Linked DNA regions of Hordeum vulgare: region 2 is linked to region 1. A link is a contact called in public Hi-C data. All regions are on one chromosome and are shown on one strand. Each heading gives the region's core, a stretch centred on a gene start, on an enhancer-like site or on the middle of the called end of the contact. The rest is flanking DNA. Distances are from core to core; before and after follow the strand shown. Region 1 holds the start of LOC123426930 (probable inactive receptor kinase RLK902). Region 2 holds the start of LOC123430385 (protein FLOURY 1-like).

What was found. Hi-C and Micro-C count contacts between places; a contact is called where the count stands out from the background.
Region 2: a Hi-C map of seedling shows a contact between it and region 1, with 2.3 times the contacts expected there. The contact joins the promoter of LOC123430385 here to the promoter of LOC123426930 in region 1. A contact is called at or near these places in 1 of 6 Hi-C or Micro-C datasets (seedling) and 1 of 1 datasets of contacts at active chromatin or transcription factors (embryo).

Annotation. Positions count from the first base shown.
Region 1 is chr2H:513,985,390-513,992,717 of MorexV3_pseudomolecules_assembly, reverse strand. It overlaps LOC123426930 (probable inactive receptor kinase RLK902), which reads left to right and starts at 4,133. Exons shown (of 2, transcript XM_045110850.1): 1 at 4,133-6,333; 2 at 6,432-7,328. The coding sequence starts at 4,989. The coding sequence ends at 7,096.
Region 2 is chr2H:514,213,975-514,221,302 of MorexV3_pseudomolecules_assembly, reverse strand. LOC123430385 (protein FLOURY 1-like) reads right to left here and starts at 2,783. Exons shown (of 1, transcript XM_045114251.1): 1 at 1,283-2,783. The coding sequence starts at 2,576. The coding sequence ends at 1,425. It also overlaps the pseudogene LOC123428566.

The DNA of each region.
Region 1 (7,328 bases), core at 2,884-5,383:
AATGTATGCCATGCTGTGTACCAGACCTGATATAAACCTTTCCATAAGTTTGGTAGGGAGGTACCAAAGTGATCCCGGTATGGAACACTGGACAGCGGTCAAGAATATCCTTAAGTACCTGAAAAGGACTAAGGAAATGTTTCTCGTTTATGGAGGTGACGAAGAGCTCGTCGTAAAGGGTTACGTCGACGCTAGCTTCGACACAGATCCGGATAACTCTAAGTCACAGACCGGATACGTATATGTGTTGAATGGTGGGGCAGTGAGCTGGTGCAACAGCAAGCAAGAAGTCGTGGCAGCATCTACATGTGAAGCGGAGTACATAGCTGCTTCAGAAGCAGCTCATGAAGGAATTTGGATGAAGGAGCTCATCACCGACCTTGGAGTGGTTCCAAGCGCGTCGGGTCCAATGACACTCTTCTGTGATAACACTGGGGCCATTGCCATAACCAAGGAGCCCAGGTTTCACCGAAAGACGAAGCACATCAAACGCCGCTACAACTCCATCCAGGACCATGTCCAGAGTGGAGTGATAGATATTTGTAAAGTACACACGGATCTGAATGTTGCAGACACGTTGACTAAACCTCTTCCACGAGCAAAACATGATCAACACCATAATGCTCTGGGTGTTCGATACATCACAATGTAACTAGATTATTGACTCTAGTGCAAGTGGGAGACTGTTGGAAATATGCCCTAGAGGCAATAATAAAATGGTTATTATCATATTTCCTTGTTCATGATAATCGTCTATTGTTCATGCTATAATTGTATTAACAGGAAACAGTAATACATGTGTGAATAAATAGATCACAAAGTGTCCCTAGCAAGCCTCTAGTTGGCTAGCTCGTTAGTCAATAGATGATCATGGTTTCCTGATCATGGGCATTAGATGTCATTGATAACGGGATCACATCATTAGGAGAATGATGTGATGGACAAGACCCAATCCTAAGCATAGCACTAGATCGTATTGTTCGTATGCTAAAGCTTTTCTAATGTCAAGTATCTTTTCCTTCGACCGTGAGATTGTGCAACTCCCGGATACCGTAGGGGTGCTTTGGGTGTATCAAACGTCACAACGTAACTGGGTGACTATAAAGGTGCACTACGGGTACCTCCGAAAGTGTATGTTGGGTTGGTACGAATCGAGATCGGGATTTGTCACTCCGTGTGACGGAGAGGTATCTTTGGGCCCACTCGATAGAACATCATCATGAGCTCAATGTGACTAAGGAGTTAGTCACACGATGACGTGCTACGGAACGAGTAAATAGACTTACCGGTAACGAGATTGAACAAGGTATTGGTATACCGACGATCGAATCTCGGGCAAGTTCTATACCGACAAACAAAGGGAATTGTGTACGGGATTGATTGAATCCTTGACATCGTGGTTCATCCGATGAGATCATCGTGGAGCAAGTGGGAGCCACCATGGGTATCCAGACCCCGCTGATGGTTACTGGCCAGAGAGGTGTCTCGGTCATGTCTGCCTGTCTCCCGAACCCGTAGGGTCTACACACTTAAGGTTCGGTGACGCCGGGGTTATAGGGAATTGTTATACGATGTTACCGAAAGTTGTTCGGAGTCCCGGATGACATCCCGGACGTCACGAGGAGCTCCGGAATGGTCCGGAGGTAAAGATTGATATATAGGACGGATGGTTTCGGACACCGGATGTGTTTCGGGCATCACCGGTAACGTACCGGGACCACCGGGACCACCGGAGGTGGCCCCGGGGGTCCACTGAAGGGGGGCAACGACCCCGGGAGGTAAGATGGGCCAAGTGGGGGAGGGAACCAGCCCCTAGGTGGTCTGGTGCGCCTCCCCACTCAGCCCAATGCACAGGGGAGAGAAAAGGGGGGCAAACCCTAAGCCAGGTGGGCCTAAGGCCCACCAGGGGTGCGCCACACCCCTCCTCCCCCCTTGGCCGCCGCACCAACACCCATCTAGGGCTTCCCCCCCCCCCCCAGGAGGGGGAAACCCTCAAGGGGGCGCAGCCCCTCCGTTCCCCTATATATACCGGGCACTTTTGGCCATTGGGAGATAGACTTCTCCCTCTCCCTCGGCGCAGCCCTGCCCTTCTTCCTCCTCCTGTCTGCCGGTGCTTGGCGAAGCCCTACCGGGAGACCTCGTCTCTCCATCGACACCACGCCGTCGTGCTGCTGGATTTCTTCCCCAACCTCTCCCTCCTCCTTGCTGGATCAAGGTGCGGGGGACGTCACCGGGCTACACGTGTGTTGAACGCGGAGGTGCCGTAGTTCGGCACTAGATCGGAATCGCTGCGAGTACGACTTCATCAACCGCGTTCTAGCAACGCTTCCGCTTAGCGATCTTCAAAGGTATGAAGATGCTCTTACCCCTCTCTCGTTGCTGGTATCTCCATAGGAAGATCTGAATATGCGTAGGAAAATTTTGAATATATGCTACGTTACCCATCAGGAAGCCCAATGGCCTTAGGGTGGCGCACCAGCCCTTAGTGGGCTGGTGGGACAGCCCAAGAGGGCCTTGGCGCCAAGAGAAGGAAAACCAAAGAGAGAAAAAAGAGGTGGGAAGGAAGAGAAGGACTCCACTTTCCAATCCTAATTGGAGTAGGATTCATCCTCTCCTCTTGTACGGCGCACCCTTGGGGACTTGGTCCTCAAGGCAAGCCTGCTCCCCTCCTTCCTATATATAGTGGTGATTTAGGGCTGATTTGAGATAACTTTTGCCTCGTGCAACTCAGATCTAGAAACCATAGGTCTTCCTCTAGATCGTATTTCTGCGGAGCTCGGGCGGAGCCCTGCAGGATTAGATCATCACCACCACCGGAGCGCCGTCACGCTGCTAGAGAACTCATCTACTTCTCCGTCTTGTTTGTTGGATCAAGAAAGCCGAGACCATCGTCGAGCTGTACGTGTGCTCAATGCGGAGGTGCCGTCCGTTCGGCACTAGATCGGAACGGATCGTGGGACGGATCGCAAGACGGATCGCGGGACGGTTCGTGGGGCGGATCGATGAACGTGAAGACGTTCCACTACATCAACCGCGTTTTTTAACGCTTTCTACTGTGCGGTCTACAAGGATATGTAGATCCAAATCTCATCTCGTAGATGGACATCACAATGATAGGTCTTCGTGTGCGTAGGATTTTTTTTTGTTTTCCATGCAACGTTCCCCAACAGTCGGGGCGCACGACCACGCGGATCATCAAGGGCAAGCTGGTCGGAACAACGTCCGAGACATACAAGGGGCTGCGGTCCATTCTAATCGCGGTGGCTTGGCACATTTGGTTAGAAAGAAATGGATGCACATTCTGTGGACACATACCATGCGCTCAGCGAGTGATCGACCGGGTTCCGGAGCAATGGCGTTTGACTGGGGCAAAATGCATAGCGACTCCTTTTGGGGATCCAACCTGAGAAGTTTGTTCGTGAGCCGTGTTTTGACGGGAGCGCCAACCTGTTGGTGAATAGGCGATCCTATCTTGATCACTTGATCAGGTCTTTTTTGATATTCTCCTTCTGCTAAATCAATGATAAGCGAGGTGCAAGCTGGATCTTTCAAAAAAGAAAAAAAAATCTATGATGATGGCACCAGCTATGCCCAAAAAATATACTATTTGCATGTCGAAGGTTATTCCGGTGTTGGTAGTCCCATTCCATGAAGTAAGCTTATCGAATAGTGAACATTCCATTTTTGTGCAACTCCACATTATAAAATGTGACATATCATGCAGAGAAAGAGTAATCTCGAGGATCCGCTGAGCATTAATTGGCCATGACATTCTCACCATGTCTTCATCTCTGTAATTAGTGATTGGATTAATAAGATCAGAGACCCTTGACAGGAGGCAGTCTCCTTTTTGGAATAATAATTTTTCTACTCGGTTAATTTGGGATCCATTCATCTATTCAAATTTTAATATTCCGTCTATTGTCCACACGCCAAATATAACCATGCTTCAACGAATTAACTCCCGTCATAATACTTTGCCAATTAAAAGAGGAGATATTTTTAAGTTTGCATTCAGTAGATCACCATCGAGAAAAATATTTTGCTCTTAAATTATGTATCCCATTGTTGCAAAATATGTCAATAAACGACGAATGCGATGTGACCGACTCTGACCACCATTTGCTCTGGGCTATTTCTAGTTGTTTCGGCCGTTTGGCCAATGCAATTCTGCACCCTCTCTCTCTCAAAAAAAAAAAAATCAATTCTACACTTACACACAGGAGGAAATGCACGTTCCTAGCTCAGCATTGCCGAGAAGTAGATAAATCTTTCAGCGGACGGTAACTGACAGACCATCATCATACACTCGCTCAAAATTTTCCAACACCTGACGGCATCATGAGTTCATGACATTTACAGGCCCATAAACCTCTCTGACAGTTACGGTTCCGGCATTCAGGGACCGGTTTACTTCGTCACGCACGGATGCACGACGCCGTCCACGTCCATAGCTCCACACATCATCAAGCGAACCAGTCCATGAAGCGAACTGCACCGGGGATATGATGTCTGCTGACAGCAGGAAAATGGTCGAGCATTCGTGTTCATGTTCAATCACATTGGCCTACAAAGCAGAGGATCTCAGGAGCAGCCGCTAGCAACAACTGACCAAAATTCAAACGAGCAACTGTTTCGCCGATCATTTTCACGCACTGTCGAGTTGAGTTGTACTCCAGATTATCGTCCCCTGCCATCGGCATCAGCTGGACCAGGAGTAGGATCGACGACAGCGGGCAGGCGTGCGATCTCGACCGTCCAACGTATTATCGGACGGTCCACAGCGGCCAGACCAAGAATGTGGTTGCGGATTTGCGACATCGTCTTGTGGAAGTGAGTCCGCCTCCTCTTCTCCCCCCTTGTCGCTAAACGAGCCATTTGTGAAGCTTCTTTCCGATATTCCGCTTTCTTGTTTCGTCCCTCCCCACCTCTCCTCTCCCAACACTCTCACATGGTGTGATCGGCCAAGCGAAGGGACCACCACAGCCATGCCTCCGTCCCAGGCCGCCGCGCTGGCGTTGCTCCTCGCCGTGGCCCTCGGCGCGGCGCGCGCCGCCGACGACCTGGCGTCCGACACCGCTGCGCTGCAGGCCTTCATCGCGCCCTTCGGGTCGGCGTCCGTGTCCTGGAACACGTCCCGGCAGACGTGCTCCTGGACCGGCGTCGTCTGCTCCGGAGGCCGCGTCACCGGGCTCCACCTCCCCGGGGACGGCCTCCGCGGCTCCGTCCCCGTCGGTGCGCTCGGCGGCCTCACCAGGCTCACCGTGCTCTCCCTGCGCTTCAACGCGCTCTCCGGCCCGCTCCCGGCCGACCTGGCCTCCTGCGTCAAGCTGCGGGTCATCAACCTGCAGTCCAACCACTTCTCCGGTGAGCTCCCGGCCGCGATTCTCTCCCTCCCGGCGTTGACGCAGCTGAACCTCGCTGAGAACCGCTTATCCGGGAGAATACCGGCCGCCATTGCCAAGAGCGGGAAGCTGCAGCTGCTCTTCTTGGAGGGCAACCTCTTCACCCACGAGCTGCCGGACGTCGACATGCCGTCCCTCTTGTCTTTTAACGCCTCCTTCAACGACCTCACCGGCGAGGTTCCCAAAGGCTTCGGCGGCATGCCCGCCACGTCTTTCCTCGGCATGACACTGTGCGGCAAGCCCCTCCCACCGTGTCGAACACCATCTTCCCAACCACCGTCCCAGCCTCCCACGCCTGCCCCAGAAGCCGTGGTCGCGGGAAACGGCGGCAGACGACGCCGGAGACACCTCGCGGGCGGCGCCATCGCGGGCATTGTGATCGGCTGCGCTTTGGGCTTCCTGCTTATCGCCGCCGTTCTGGTCCTTGCCTGTGGCGCTCTCCGCCGCAAGCCAAGAAGAACCTACCGGAGCCAGGACGCCGTCGCGGCGGAGCTGGCCCTGCACAGCAAAGAGGCAATGAGCCCAAACAGCTACACTCCACGGGTCTCCGACGCGCGGCCGCCTCCGCCCGCTTCGATGCCGCTTCCAGTCGCCCCCGTCTCCGTGGGGCGGAAGAAGCTTTTCTTCTTCGGGAGGGTGCCGAGGCCGTACGATCTGGAGGACCTGCTCCGCGCGTCCGCCGAGGTCCTGGGCAAGGGCACGTACGGTACCACGTACAAGGCCGCGCTGGAGACGGCGCCGGCGGTGGCAGTGAAGCGTCTCAAGGAGACGTCGCTGCCGGAGCGCGAGTTCCGGGACAAGATCGCGGCGATTGGCGGGCTGGACCATCCTAACGTCGTGCCCCTGCAGGCCTACTACTTCAGCAAGGACGAGCGGCTCATGGTGTACGAGTTCGTCGCCACGGGCAGCCTCTCCTCCATGCTTCACGGTACGTACGCTCAGTGTTCGTGTCCGGTTCTCTCTGTTTTCTTGCTCCAAACTTTGCTTCGAATTGGATCAAAATTTCTGAACTGGTGAGAATCTCAGGCAACCGTGGCGCCGGGCGGTCACCGCTGAGCTGGGATTCGAGGAGGCGGATCGCGCTGGCCTCGGCGCGCGGCCTGGAGTACATCCACGCGACGGGCTCCAAGGTGGCGCACGGCAACATCAAGTCGTCCAACATCCTCCTCGGCCGGTCGGTGGACGCGCGCGTGGCCGACCACGGACTGGCGAGCCTCGTCGGCCCCGCCGGCGCGCCGTCGATGCGCGTGGCGGGCTACCGCGCCCCCGAGGTGGTCGCCGACCCGCGGCGGCTGTCGCAGAAGGCCGACGTGTACAGCTTCGGTGTGCTGCTCCTGGAGATGCTGACGGGGAAGGCGCCGACGAACGCCGTGCTGCACGACGAGGGCGTGGACCTCCCGCGGTGGGCGCGGTCCGTGGTGCGCGAGGAGTGGACGTCCGAGGTGTTCGACACGGAGCTGCTGAGGCACCCGGGCGCGGAGGAGGAGATGGTGGAGATGCTGCGGCTGGCCATGGACTGCACCGTGCCGGTCCCCGACCAGCGGCCGGCGATGCCGGAGATCGTCGTGCGCATCGAGGAGCTCGCCGCCCCGGGGTCGGCGTCGTCGATGACGCGGCCTGGCCGGAGCATCTCGGTCGACGAGGCCGACGATCGGCCGCTCAAGCCGGCCGGGTCGATCCGAGAGAGCTGAAGCTTGGTCGCCTCGGGTCGTGTCGGCCAGCATGGCGACCATTCGGTAACTTACGGAAGATTCTCAAGAAAAAACAGAATCTTGTCTTCTTGCGTATGTCTTTAGGGCATTATTTACCACCGTGTGCTTTCTATTTTTCCTTTTTTGAAGTTTCATGAACTTTTCTTGATTCTTCTTCCTTGTTACGAATTCTTTGGATTAGCTGCGTGCGTTGAGAGGATGCTGGCGGTAG
Region 2 (7,328 bases), core at 1,534-4,033, 230 kb before region 1:
TGTTGGATCTTCAAACGCATAATTCTTTGTAGGATAGTAGTAAAATATTTCTGTAATCTCTTCTTCCACTAAAGAGACTCGATCACCTGCCGATCGTATATCTGCTTCTCCTGGGCCATATCACTGAACTGCTTCGCCTCGCGCTCCACCAGCGCCTTCTTGTTTAGCACGCAGCGCCTTCGCTATGGCCTCGTCAGCGACGGAGGCCGCCGCGCGCATCTCCTTCAGCCTCCTCTCCCGCACGAGCCGCCGCCTGAGCTGCTCCATGTTGCCCTCTTCCGCGCAGTTCACCTCGCTCGCGACGTCCTCGTCCTCCGTGCCGGCCGCCTGCTCCAGCTCAGAGGCCAGCGACCTTAAAACCGGCTTGTCGAAGCAGCTGCCAAAGCGGGCACGATCCACGAAGTGGGCCAAGCTGCCTTTCTTGAGAGCCCGCGCCTTCGTCCCAGTCCCACACACGGCGCAAACGACACCTCTGACGCGCACGGCCTGCACGGTGGCGCCCGCGCTCACCACGAGCCCTTCCACGGCGTCGCGGCGCTTGCCGACCCGTACTCATGTGAACATCACTTATGAACATCTCGTACTCAAACTTTGGCGCTAATACCAATTTTATCACTTTCATGTGTATAATCTCGCAAAATTTAACAACAATATTCATACTTAAATTTAACTATTCACTCACACACTTACACAATACTACCTTAATGTCGCAAGGCTATTACATTTTCATGTTTACGCTTCTTATAAAATTTATCATCCCTAATTTATACTTTTTCGCAAACGCCTATATTCTCCAAATTAATATGCTTATAATAAACCTTTTTTTTTTAATATTATCATGACTAGTGTAATCATCATTAGCATTATGGATATTCATATAGTACATACTAGCATCGTTGAATCATTCTTATCATTCAAGAAACTCATGCCAAACAGTGTGTTAAATTCTTCTTTTAACACTTCACAGCAATTGTTGGAATCCATGTTTTCTAGAAAAGTTTATAAAGGTAAACAATTTGTCACAACTTGACTCCCATTTACTTGTAGTTTTACCAAGAAACAAGAAACAAAAATATTCAATTGCCAGATTTTATAAAGATACTTTTAAACACTCACCTCGCACGCAACAGCACCGGAAATAGGATTCTTTTAAAAATATTTCTTTAGATCCCATTGGTTCATAGGAACGGATTCCTATTCCTACATAGAATTGGTTTATGTCCTTCACATTTATAAAGAAAATAAACATGAACATAGACTCAATGAAAAAACTCCTATGATGTGAATTAAATGGATCTTTTTTCATATTCCTACTCATGGGATTTGAGATACATGTCATTTTATTTCCTACAAGTTTTTTATTCCTATGCTAATCCTATTCTACGGAACAAAGGAGGCCTTATCTTTAGTACGCAACTTTATCCTTATACACATTGTTTGGCCTTGTACACTTTGTTGAGCCTCCACTGAAGAGACTCGATCACCTGCCGGTCGTACATCTGCTTTTGCTCGGCCATCTCCCGGAACTGCTTCGCCTCGCGCTCCACCAGCGCCTTCTCGTTCCGCACGCACGCGATCTTGGCCATGGCCTCGTCAGCGGAGGAGGCCGCCGCGCGCCTCTCCTTCTCCAGCTCCTCCAGGGCGGCCTCCTTCAGCATCCTCTCCCGCACGAGCCGCCGCCTGAGCCGCTCCACTTTGCCCTCTTCCGCGCCGGTCACCTCGCTGGCGAAGTCCTCGTCCTCCCTGTCGGCCTCCTGCTCCAGTTCAAAAGCCAGCGACCTCGAAACCGGCTTGTCGGAGCAGCTGCCAGAGCGGGAGCGATCCACGGAGTGGGCCGAGCTGCCTTTCTTGAGAGCCCACGCCTTTGTCCCAGTCCCACACACGGTGCAGACGACGCCTCTGACGCGCACCGCTAGCACCGTGGCGCCCGCGCTCCCCACGAGCCCCTCCACCGCGTCGCAGCGCTTGCCGAGGAACCAGACTTTGGCGGCCAGGAAGAGAAGGGACATTACGACGAGCATGTGCTGCGCGCCCACGGAGCGGGACAGGGCGGCCCATTGCGGGGAGAAGGCCCACTCGCGGCGGACCTCGGACTCGGATGCTTGCAGCATCGCGAAGACCCCGAGCGCGGAGCCAACGAGGAAGTAGGCGGCGCCGGCGCCTGGCATGGAGGCGAAAGGGACGCCGGCGAGCGGCTTCAGCAGACCACCGGCACTGGAGATGCGGTTCCAGCAGCCCATGACGGGGGAACTGGGGCCAGTCCTGCTCCGATTCAGGCGAATGAAATTTTGATTGGCAAGATGGGATCGCTCGGGGGCAAGGGCAAATCTTGGAGATCGATCTCGTGGTTTTGGGGAGGGCGTGGGGATTTGGAGGAGATGATGATGAAGAGCCTGGGTCCGGAGCTGGGCAGCCGGCGCCGCGGCAGTAGGGTTGTGGTTCAGTCGAGGTGCGAGTTTTTTTCGGATAAGTCGTGGGCGGTATCGCTGCCCTGTGGGTCTCATGATCTGTGTGGGTCCACACTTTCGGTTCGTGGGTTGCGGAGCGCGTGGGGGGCGCCGAAAATGAAGGGGCATGGGTAGTCGGTACTCGACGGATCACAGGTGGGCGGTGTTTTAGACGAGTTCAAATTTGAGTTTGGGGAGTGTGTTTCGGACGAGCGGGTCTGCGGACGGGAGTACTTGGTTAATGGACCATATTTTTGGTTTTGTATTTTTTCTTCTTTTTTGCGTTTTGGGGCTATTTGTCCTGTGTAACTTATTATTAAGTTGTTTTTTGACACTAAAGTACTGTGCTAAAAAAATATTATGCTTCACATATTTTTTCAACCAAAAGCATGCGATGAGGCCAATAACATGTGGTTGGAAACACAGTGGTATCCTAAGCAGGGACGGAACCAGGGTGTCAACAAGCCCCGGACCGCCTTAAAAAACTACTTGGATTTGGGCCTCGTATCCTTAATAATTGCTAAAGTCAATAAAGAAGTTGGAACTTAGGACCCGGGCCCAGGCCCTGGCAATCTGGGTCCTGTCTCCGCCCCTGATCCTAAGCTCACAAAGTCTCAGACATAACACTGATGCTCGTATGTTTCTGAATTTATTTTAGAAATTTCGACGATGTGCGCTCAGTGGAACGAAACATTTTCATCGAATACGAAGATTTCTTTAGCGATTTCGTCAAATTCAAGATAATGTGTCGGATTAGTCTTTTGAATGTACTCATAGGATAGGATATGACTGCATGTATTCATAAGGGGGTGTATGATCGTGTTTGTAAGCGACTACGATTATACTATGTTCAAAAAAGAAAGCACGCATTTTTCCGAGAGTACGCAATTGCGTACCGTATCTCTACTCCTAAAGTGTCACGCCCAAGATGCGACCATATCTTTAATTTGGCATGGGGGCTCGTCAGGGATAGAAGCTCATCTCGTCGTGTCGCAAGAATGGATATCGTTAAAAGTACATGTACTGAAAAGAAGAGATATATAACAGAATTGGCTTACACTCGCCACAAGCTACATCAGACTCACATCAGTACATTACATAATCATCATGAAGAAGAGCAGGGTCCGACTACGAACGAAAACAAACGAGAAAAGAAGAACGACGTCCATCCTTGCTATCCCACGCTGCCGCCCTGGAACCCATCCTAGATCGATGAAGAAGAAGAAGAAGCAACTCCAAATGAACAATCAACGCGCTCGCGTCAAATAACCTTTATCTGTACCTGCAACTGGTGTTGTAGTAATCTGTGAGCTACATGGGACTCCGCAATCTCATTTCCAAAGGTATCAAGACTAGCAAAGCTTAATGGGTGAGGCATGGTTAAGTGGTGAGGTTGCAGCAGCGGCTAAGCATATATGAGGTGGCTAAACTTACGAGTATACGGAATAAGAGGGGATGATCTACTCATAACGGACGTGAACTACTGATGATCAAATGAATGATCCTGAACACCTACCTACCTTAGACATAACCCCACCGTGTCCTCGATCAGAGAAGGAACTCACGAAAGAGACAGTCACGGTTACGCACACAGTTGGCATATTTTAATTAAGTTAACTTCAAGTTATCTAGAACCAGTGTTAAACAAAGTTTCCACGTTGCCAAATAACCGCGGGCACGGCTTTCCGAAAGATTTAACCCTACAGGGGTGCTCCAACTAGTCCATCACAAATTACCACGAGCCGCATAGAAATCCTCGATCACGAAGCTCGCGATCTCGACGGTCTCCTTAGTGGAAAACCTCATCTCTAAGATTACCCAAAGCATCACCGGAATGCCGATGCACAAGATATCTCGTCAAAGGTAAAACTAATCCAGCAAGGCCGCCCGGCGTGTCGACGATCCCGATAGGAGCCGCGTATCTCGTTCTCAGGACACGACGGATGAGCGATGGTTACCACGCCAAACGCCGAGTTGCCCCGGGTAGCGCTAGTAAGCTGCTCTGTTTTGGACCAGCACCATCAGCACTGGCCCTCCCTGTATTATGTGAAATTACTCCTCAGGTTCATGACGCCCTATGCTTTCAGTATTAACAAAATTATTATGTTGGGCAAATGTAGTACCAATGTTGGGTCTTGCCAGACCAGCTTTAATCTAAAACGAATTATCCAGGGGGTCCCCATAACAACCCCGATCGTGTTAGGACCGCTCAATTATGGAACATAACACCGGTAGCCGAAACTAAGGGGGCAAAGGTGGAACAAAACACCAAGCTAGAAAGGCCAGGCCTTCCACCTTTTACAAAGTATATAGGTGCATTAAATTAAATAGCATATAAATAGGGTGATATAACAAGGAACCCATGTTATCACATGGAAGCAACTGCACCTGCAACTAGCAATGCTAACAACATGGATAAGCAAGCGGTAACATAGGCAATCAGTGGTTTGCTAGGTCGAACAGGTTGAAGGTTTCATGGCATTGTTGAGAGGCTCATATATAACATGTGGTAGGCAACGAGACATTATCGGTAGAAGCGATAAACTAGCATGGCAATGATAGTAATGGTATCTGGGGAAATGGTCATCTTGCCCGAGATCCCGCTTGGAAGAAGAATGACTCCGTGAAGCAAACAAACCGACGTAGTCGAACGGATCCTCACTTTTCCGACACGCTTGCGGAACTCTAACAAGATGAAGCAAATGGAAACAAGAATCAACACACGATATTCACCACAGCACATGCACAACCGGATGCACTACCCAATATGATGCATGGATGCCCAACCCCTAATGATGCACTTAAACCATCCTACATCGGTAAACAAGTGCCACGTCATCATGAATTGACACTTCAGCATGACTGCCCAAAACTGGAAACTACTACATCCATTGGATTCCTTAGGTTCTCCTACCCCAAATCCATATATTACACTTCTATATATGCATGCAGAAAACACCAGAAACAACAATGGAAAAACTACACACGATCAAACTCCGTTAATAACAAGAACACAAGATGGTCTTGATATGCCAGATTTGGCATATTCCTCTTCTGGAATATTCCAGATTTGGATATACAAGACAAAACTAAACAAACAAAATTCATTTAAACCTCAGGGGGTCCCACTGGTTATACACACCAGGGCCCCTAGTATGGCATGTGGGCTCTGGACCCACTAACAGTGGCACACTACAGCAAGCAACTAAAAACACAGGAAAAAAATAACATGGGAGTAGGGGGACTCGAACCCGCTACCTACTTGCAACACAACAGGGCAATCACCACTGAGCTAGGCTCGGTTCACTGCCCTAACAGGGGGAGTAACCCACCTATGCTACATATGCGGGCAACGCAACAGCTTTTAAAATAACCAAATAAAAAGGGGCGCGCGAGGGGCTCGAACCCTCGACCTACCGGCGCTGCAGTGGCTCGGTTGCCACTTCGATGGTGAGGGATTACTGCTAGAACAGGGAAATAAACGCACATATGCAGACTCTGCTAGCTAGCACATGAGAACAAAATCGTAGAGATTAAAAGGGGGCGCCGGGTCTCAAACCCGAGACCTCACGTCTATGCGCGATGCTCAAACCAGTCGGCAAGGGAGAGGGAATCTGAACTGAAACAGGTTTGGCTCAGAATAAACTAACAACACGGGGACCCTTCTTCTACCTCCAGACTGCCACTACCGAGGAGGAGGGTTCGACGCCGGCGAGCGGTGAGGCAACAACGGCGGTGAGGTACTACCGACGGGGGTGCGGGAACCCTAGGGGGTTCCATCCCCGGGGCTACGAGGCTCTAAGGAGCTGGGCACGACGGAGGCGTCCAGCTCGAGCAGGGCCCGCTCCTGGCCGGGGACGCGGACGGATACAATGAGGCTACACGAATATAGGCACGCACGGGGAAGGGGAGGGCTCACCGAAGGGAACGAAGAGGAGATCGGGCGAGGAGGCTGATCTACGCGAGCTCGAGTCATAGGGGAGTGGCTGCCGGCACGGGCGGAGACGAGGGCGTGACGTAGACGAAGCAAGGGACGCAGAGTAGTGGACATAGAGGGAGAAGCCTTCGGGGCCCTTGTGGTCCGATGCGGGGGTGAGGAAGACGATGGCGACGATCTTGTCGCCCCCGAGGAAGGAGACAGTTGCTTGGTTCAAACCAGGCGCGAGCTCCAACTTGGATCAAAACCATGGCAAGGCGTGGAGGAGGCCTCTCTTGGCGGCGGCAGGAGGAAGAGAGGGGGGAAATGGAAGGAGGAGGGAACCCTAGGCCCATTGGGTGCTCTTATGTGACTAGAGGAAGAAGGGATGGCCGTGTGATCGAGCTCCAGGAGATCAATGGTGATCCCGTGGTTCGTACACGAGGTGACGTAGGAAGAAGAACGGGTGGTGGGCTTAATGGGCTGAGATCAAACATGTAAGAGTTGGGCCTGCTCTGTTTAAATCTTCCTATCCATTAATTAAATAAACAGATTTGGAGAATAAGAAAAAGATAGGTAGAGAAAGAAATAGAGTTAAATATATATTTTTGTGGAACCAAAAAAATATACTCTATTATAAAATCGGTTTGGAGATTTTTAGAGGAAATAAATTTACACAAGTTTGAATTAACTCATGCTTGCTTGAATTTAAAACCTGACCAAACCAATGTCAAAAGGGATGAAATTTAGGAGGGTCACCCTACATAATAAATATGATTTATGGGAACAAGATGAACATTTCTGAAGGAAGTAAAAAAATACCAAACATAATGAATTAAATTCGTTATGCTTGAATTCAAACTCCCTTTTAAATGAACTATGGATGGGGGAATTTAAGAGGGTGGCTGGACCTTAAGCAAAAGAATTATGGGCAAAGTTGAAGGCAAGAATTAAGATAGAAAAGA